2 separate regions of the Mus musculus genome follow, and region 2 is linked to region 1. A link is a contact called in public Hi-C data. All regions are on one chromosome and are shown on one strand. The core of a region is the stretch at or near the end of the contact, and the rest is flanking DNA. Distances in the headings are between cores, read along the strand shown. Region 1 overlaps Sema5a (sema domain, seven thrombospondin repeats (type 1 and type 1-like), transmembrane domain (TM) and short cytoplasmic domain, (semaphorin) 5A). Region 2 has its middle 8.3 kb from the start of Gm32383.

Region 1 (2,700 bases), core at 103-2,602:
GATGTGCCTAATCCTCAAGAGACTTGAGACTCCAGGGAACAGAGATGCCTAGTGGTGGGGAGCACCCTCTCAGAGGCAAGGGGTGGAAAACTGGAATAAAGAACTGTGGGAGGAGGGACCAGAGGGGAGGCAATGGCTGGAATGTAAATAAATAAAATAATTTAAAAAAAAAAAGAAAAAAGAAAAAAAAATCCAGTCTAGTATTTTTAATTAATTTAATTTATGTAGGTAGAAATTTTGGCAGCATATTTATCTGTACACCATATCCCTGTGTATCTTCCATCCCTGTGGAGTCAGGAAGACAGTTACAAGATAACATGTGGGTGCTGGAAATAAAATCTAGGTCCTCTGAAAGAGCAGCCAGTGCTCTTAACTGCTGAGCCATCTCTCCATCCCAGAGTCTCTATACATACACTGTTAGAAATCTCACCACCAAGACTGTAGTACTCCAAAGCTCATTACACATTCATGAGATTCCCTTGTCATATGCTCTGCACAGACAACCTGATGAGGCCATGTGGTCAGAGAAGCTTGGTCTCTGGCTATAAGGGGAGTAAACCTTTTAGTGTGTGAATGAAAACACACAGGACAAAGCCAACTCTCATGGCTTGCAGAGAGATGACTTGTGTTTTGCTTTATCTGATCAAAGCCCCCACCCTATTCACACACACCCAACGGTTAACGCACAGACTATGAAAAACAAACAGAGCAAGAAGCAGCTGCAGTTGTGAACTGATTTGCACATTACACAGTTAGGGACTGTTCCCCCAATTCCAGCAGCGGGAAGGCAGGGGTCATGATTCTCAGGCAGGGTAAGAATAAGTCTGAACCATATTACTTGGATGTGGACAGTTCTGGAAAGTCAGAGAGTAGGGTTATTTGAAAAAATAAAATATCTCCAGAACACGGAAATATTTTTAACTTTGCTCAAAGTCGAGTTGTGGCTGCACAACAGAATTACACATCCTTAGGGAGATATCTTCCCTTCACTTGGAGTGTGAAATGCTTGGCGATATCAACCAAAGCTTCACAAATGTATGAAGGCAGAGAAAACTGGAGACTCTGAGAATTACAAAGCAAACCACGGAATACCATCCAACCATATCGCTCCCACCCATGCCCCTCAAGCAACAGCTACATGGCCCTTGCCAAGAGCCACAGTGCTGCGAAGGGTCAGCGACTCTGTTGCAGCCAAAACTATTTTTAATTTGTGCACTGGGTGGCTGAATCAAAGAAAAACAAAAAAAGGCATCTCGGGAGGCTAGGAAAAAAGGGGCATATGGAAGTAGGCAGGATGTAGCAAGATAGAGCTAGAGAAAACACAGTATTTCATTGGCTGCCTTAAAATTGGTTGCTAAAAAAATCCCTAGGATGTCCATGTTTGGCTTTGGAGGAAGGGAAGTCTTAAATAAGGATGGTAATGACAAACACGTGCGACATTCACTACAGAGTTTCCACCCCAGTTCTCACTGCTGTGTAAGTTAAATTTTTTTCATAGCAGGCATCTTTAATAACCAACCGTATAAATTTATTATTTCCATATGTTCTCCTTTTTTCTTTTTGCTCTAAATTCCAAACATTGACTTCAAGAGCTTTCAAAAGCTGAATTAAATCAGAAGAGACAGTGAGCAATTTTGCACAAATACCTTGAGAATAAGAAACTTGCATCATATAAAAAACGGTGTGAATAACGCATCTGGCCTCTAATACAAACTTATTTTGTACCATTCAGTTCACCAATCAGGCTTCAAAATGTAGGTGAGTTTTTTTTTTTTTTCTTTACATAGATCTTTCTTGAGAGAGCATCACATACTCACAAGGATTATCCCAATTGCATTTTAAAGCTTTTCCACTGAGAAATATCTTGCTTTTAACATGTCCCTTGAGGGAAAACCAGCTTAAGAGGTTTCAAATAAATAGCTTATCAACATCAAACACTATTTAATCAGATCAAAGATGTAGTGTGATTTAAGCTGTAGAAAGGGTAAATTACTTTGTATTGGGTTTAACATTGTTTAATTATACTGTACACAGTTTTGTGCCTTGGGTTCTTTAAGAATATGCTTAGCTATTTTCCCATTATCCCTTCCATAAGGCACTGACAATTACCCACGGATCACTCTTTTCTCCCTAGTTGTTCATGTATAACCATTGGCACTTCCAGCCACTCTGGATTCATTTTAATATATAAAACACAAGAATGGGGAATTACCACTGTCCCTGTTGACATCTCACATTTAGTTGAGAATCATCTGCTTGGGCTACTCTCTGGGTCTGTTTAATAGAGTGTCTTCCCAGCCATTTAGCAAAAAGTGTACTAAGGAGTCTTCTCAGAAAATACCCTGTGTGAAATGTAAGGTACAGTGTCCTTTAGAGACTCACCAGGGTTCAGATACAAAAGCAAAGATGGCTGTGTTCCATGAGGACAAAAGACACTCTATGGATATTCAACAAGCAGGAACACCAGAAAATACACAGACCACTACAAGCTGGGGGGTCCTAGGAAGTTTCTTCTCTGATAAGAGAAATCAATTTGTTAAACAGGGCTGGTATAAGAGCAATGCTGAAGGCTTCACCCTGACAAGAATACATAAAGGGTACTCCCAAACGTAACGACCGAGACAAACAATGTTGCTACAATATTATAAAGATGAACATTGTGCAATGATGACCATGCTGTGTAGGGAATGATGAAGGTGT
Region 2 (2,858 bases), core at 119-2,618, 810 kb after region 1:
CCCTATCAAAGCTCCATAAGAAATAAATAATCCAAAAATTTAAAGACACAAAAGCTTTGCAGAGATAATTCACTCAGTGCAGCAAAAGTGTTCCATGGTGTTAGTCACATCATGAGGTGTTCCATACTGTATGGCTGAGAAGATGTCCCACGGCTTACATCAAAGGAGGCAGTAGAACACACTAGGACAGGTGGGGAGGGCTGAGGTGGGAGCACCCGCCACTCTCCCAAGCTGCTAGACACAATCTGCTGCTGCCTATAAAGCTGGCCTGTCCTGAGCAACCTTTCTCCCAGTCATTTTATTTGTAATCATCAAAAAAAGCAGAAGGAACGAAAAGAAAATGAGTCTCGTTCTACTGATGAACAACAGGTCAGCAAACTGGAGCAACATCCACACGGTGGACCCTACTCAGTGGCACGAAGGAATCTCAAATGCATGGGCCTCAGAAGGAGTCAGTTCAAAGAGCTCATCTCCGTGACGTCACTCAGGCATCATGGGCAAGGCAAAGCACAGGCACAGAAAATGGACCAGTGATTGCCAGGCAGGACCCGGGGACAGAAGCCATCTTCAAAAGGACACAAGGGGATCGTGTAAATAATGGGTTCGTTCTGTGTCTTAATTGTGGTGCTAATTGCATGACTCTGAACTGTCAAAACTCACAGTGCTGAGCTAAACGGTATGAATTTCTCCATGTCAATTATAACTGAAATGTTAAAAGTGTACGGCTTTTATAAATTACTAGAATTGCCTTCAAATGTGAGGTTGCATTTCTGTAGTGTTTGTATGTGTTGCCATTATCGGGCTATGCACAGAAGATGTTCCAATTTCTTAGGGCAGACTATTCATTTGACTGAAGACTGACAGAGAAACATCAAGCCTGCTGGGAAACCTCCTCCCACTGTGGGAAAAGAGTGCTCTGAAATTGCACATCCCCGTCCCTCCTCTCCCGTCACATACAAGCCCAGCATAAAACCTTCTTTCTTGTCTGTGTTCTGGCAATAGTTCATTTGCTTTATCATAATTCATCTGAATTGTTTCATGCTTGCTGGCAGTTTGTAGGATCTGGCCAGTAGTCATCTGGATGATCTGAAATCTCTGTTTATTGATATCAGTCTGGACATAATCTCCTATGTTTGATAGCAGAGTGAGGCTTTCTGCTTGAAGTGAGGAAAAAAAAAAAAAAAAAGCAGAACCATCTGTTTTCCCAGAAACGCTCTCTGCACAGGATCAAATTTCATGTCTTAAGTGGCACCAAATTTTTAAAAAGAAAAAAAAATACATGAAGAAGTAAAGAGCAAACAACCGAACATACAACATCCCCACACATAAGCTGGCTGACCAAGCCGAGGAGAGCATCAATCTACTGCACACTTATCTCATCCGGAGAAGTGCTGAGCGCCGAGCAGCTCCTCTTTGCTTCTAAGCACTAATGGGGGAAATGTTTTCCTCTCATTTACTGAAAATAACAGAAATGCTGTATCAGCAGATGGGCCACGACACAAGACACACACCGGAAACAAGACGCTGCCTGGCACATTGTGAGCAAGACAAAGAGGTTTCCTTAGGGCCTCATTTTTGCAATCTGAAGTTGAATTTTGAAAAAGTAAACTGTGGAAGGAAAGGGCCTCCTCCCCCGGGAAAGAAAGAGTGTGCATACAGACAGAATCCAGAGGTCTAAGACACACACACACTGAAGCCACACCAGACTGGATGTCAGACAGAGGACCAGAGGTCTAAGACACACACACACACACACACACACACACACACACACACAAACACACACACACACACTGAAGCCACACCAGACTGGATGTCAGACAGAGGACCAGAGGTCTAAGACACACACACACACACACACACACACAAACACACACACACACACTGAAGCCACACCAGGCTGAATGTCAGGGAGAGGAAGGTAAGAGCAGCCTCGCTCTCCATCAGATGGAAAACTGTTAAATAGAAGAGAATTAGTTACACGCAAATAAAAGCAGGACTACAGCAAATATGAAATTCATACCTCTCTTGGAATATACTACCCCAGAGTACATATTTTAATTAACATAACAAAGAAAAATGGTTAGTAGTAAAAAAAATTTCTCATAGTTAATCATTTGATAAAAGGAAATTTTTATATAAAAATTCTAAATTTCAGGCCAGTTTGCTGCCAAAGCTGCCAGCCTGAGCTTGACCCCGGGATGTATACAATGAAAGGTCCCAGATCCCACAAGTTGCCCTCTGACCTCCACGTGCTGTACACTACACATAATGAACAAATTAACAGAATTTAACAATTATACATTCCTGGGACTGGAGAGGTGGTTAAGAGCACTGACTGCTCTTCCAGAGGTCCTGAGTTCAATTCCCAGCAACCACATAGTGACTATAGCCATATGTACTGGGATCTGATGCCCTCTTCAGGTGTATCTGGAGACAGTGACAGTGTACTCATGTATGTTAAATAAATAAATATAAATATAAATACATTATAAATTCCTAATTTGAGTCCATTATCTCAGGAAGAAGCTAATGCTGCTAGAACGCTGTCTTAGGGTTTTATTGCTGTGAACAGACATCATGACCAAAGCAACTCCTACAATACAGACAACATTTAATTGGGGCTGGCTTACAGGTTCAGAGGTTCAGTCCATTATCATCAAGGCAAGCGCACAACAGTATCCAGGCAGGCATGGTGCAGGAGGAGCTGAGAGTTCTACATCTTCATCTAAAGGCTGCTAGAAGACTGACTTCTGGGCAGCTAAAACGAAGGTTTTAAAGCCCACACCCACAATAAGACAACTACTCCAACAAGGCCACACCTACTCCTACAAAGCCACACTTCCTAACAGCGGCAC

Evidence for each region. A called contact is a pair of places that touch in the nucleus more often than the background predicts.
Region 2: a Hi-C map of cranial neural crest shows a contact between it and region 1, with 2.1 times the contacts expected there. The contact joins two enhancer-like sites. A contact is called at or near these places in 15 of 484 Hi-C or Micro-C datasets (DN3 thymocytes, the HL-1 cell line, Sertoli cells and 10 more) and 1 of 115 datasets of contacts at active chromatin or transcription factors (embryonic basal ganglia).

The regions. Positions count from the first base shown.
Region 1 is chr15:32,431,718-32,434,417 of GRCm38.p6, reverse strand. The region is part of intron 3 of Sema5a (sema domain, seven thrombospondin repeats (type 1 and type 1-like), transmembrane domain (TM) and short cytoplasmic domain, (semaphorin) 5A); the gene reads right to left. Among named protein-coding and RNA genes, the nearest start is that of Sema5a, 190 kb to the right of the region's middle. Within about 2 kb of position 1,352, at least 26 of the 459 cell types and tissues checked have an H3K27ac peak or open chromatin away from gene starts, as enhancers often do.
Region 2 is chr15:31,626,026-31,628,883 of GRCm38.p6, reverse strand. No RefSeq gene overlaps it. Among named protein-coding and RNA genes, the nearest start is that of Gm32383, 8.3 kb to the left of the region's middle. Within about 2 kb of position 1,368, at least 38 of the 459 cell types and tissues checked have an H3K27ac peak or open chromatin away from gene starts, as enhancers often do.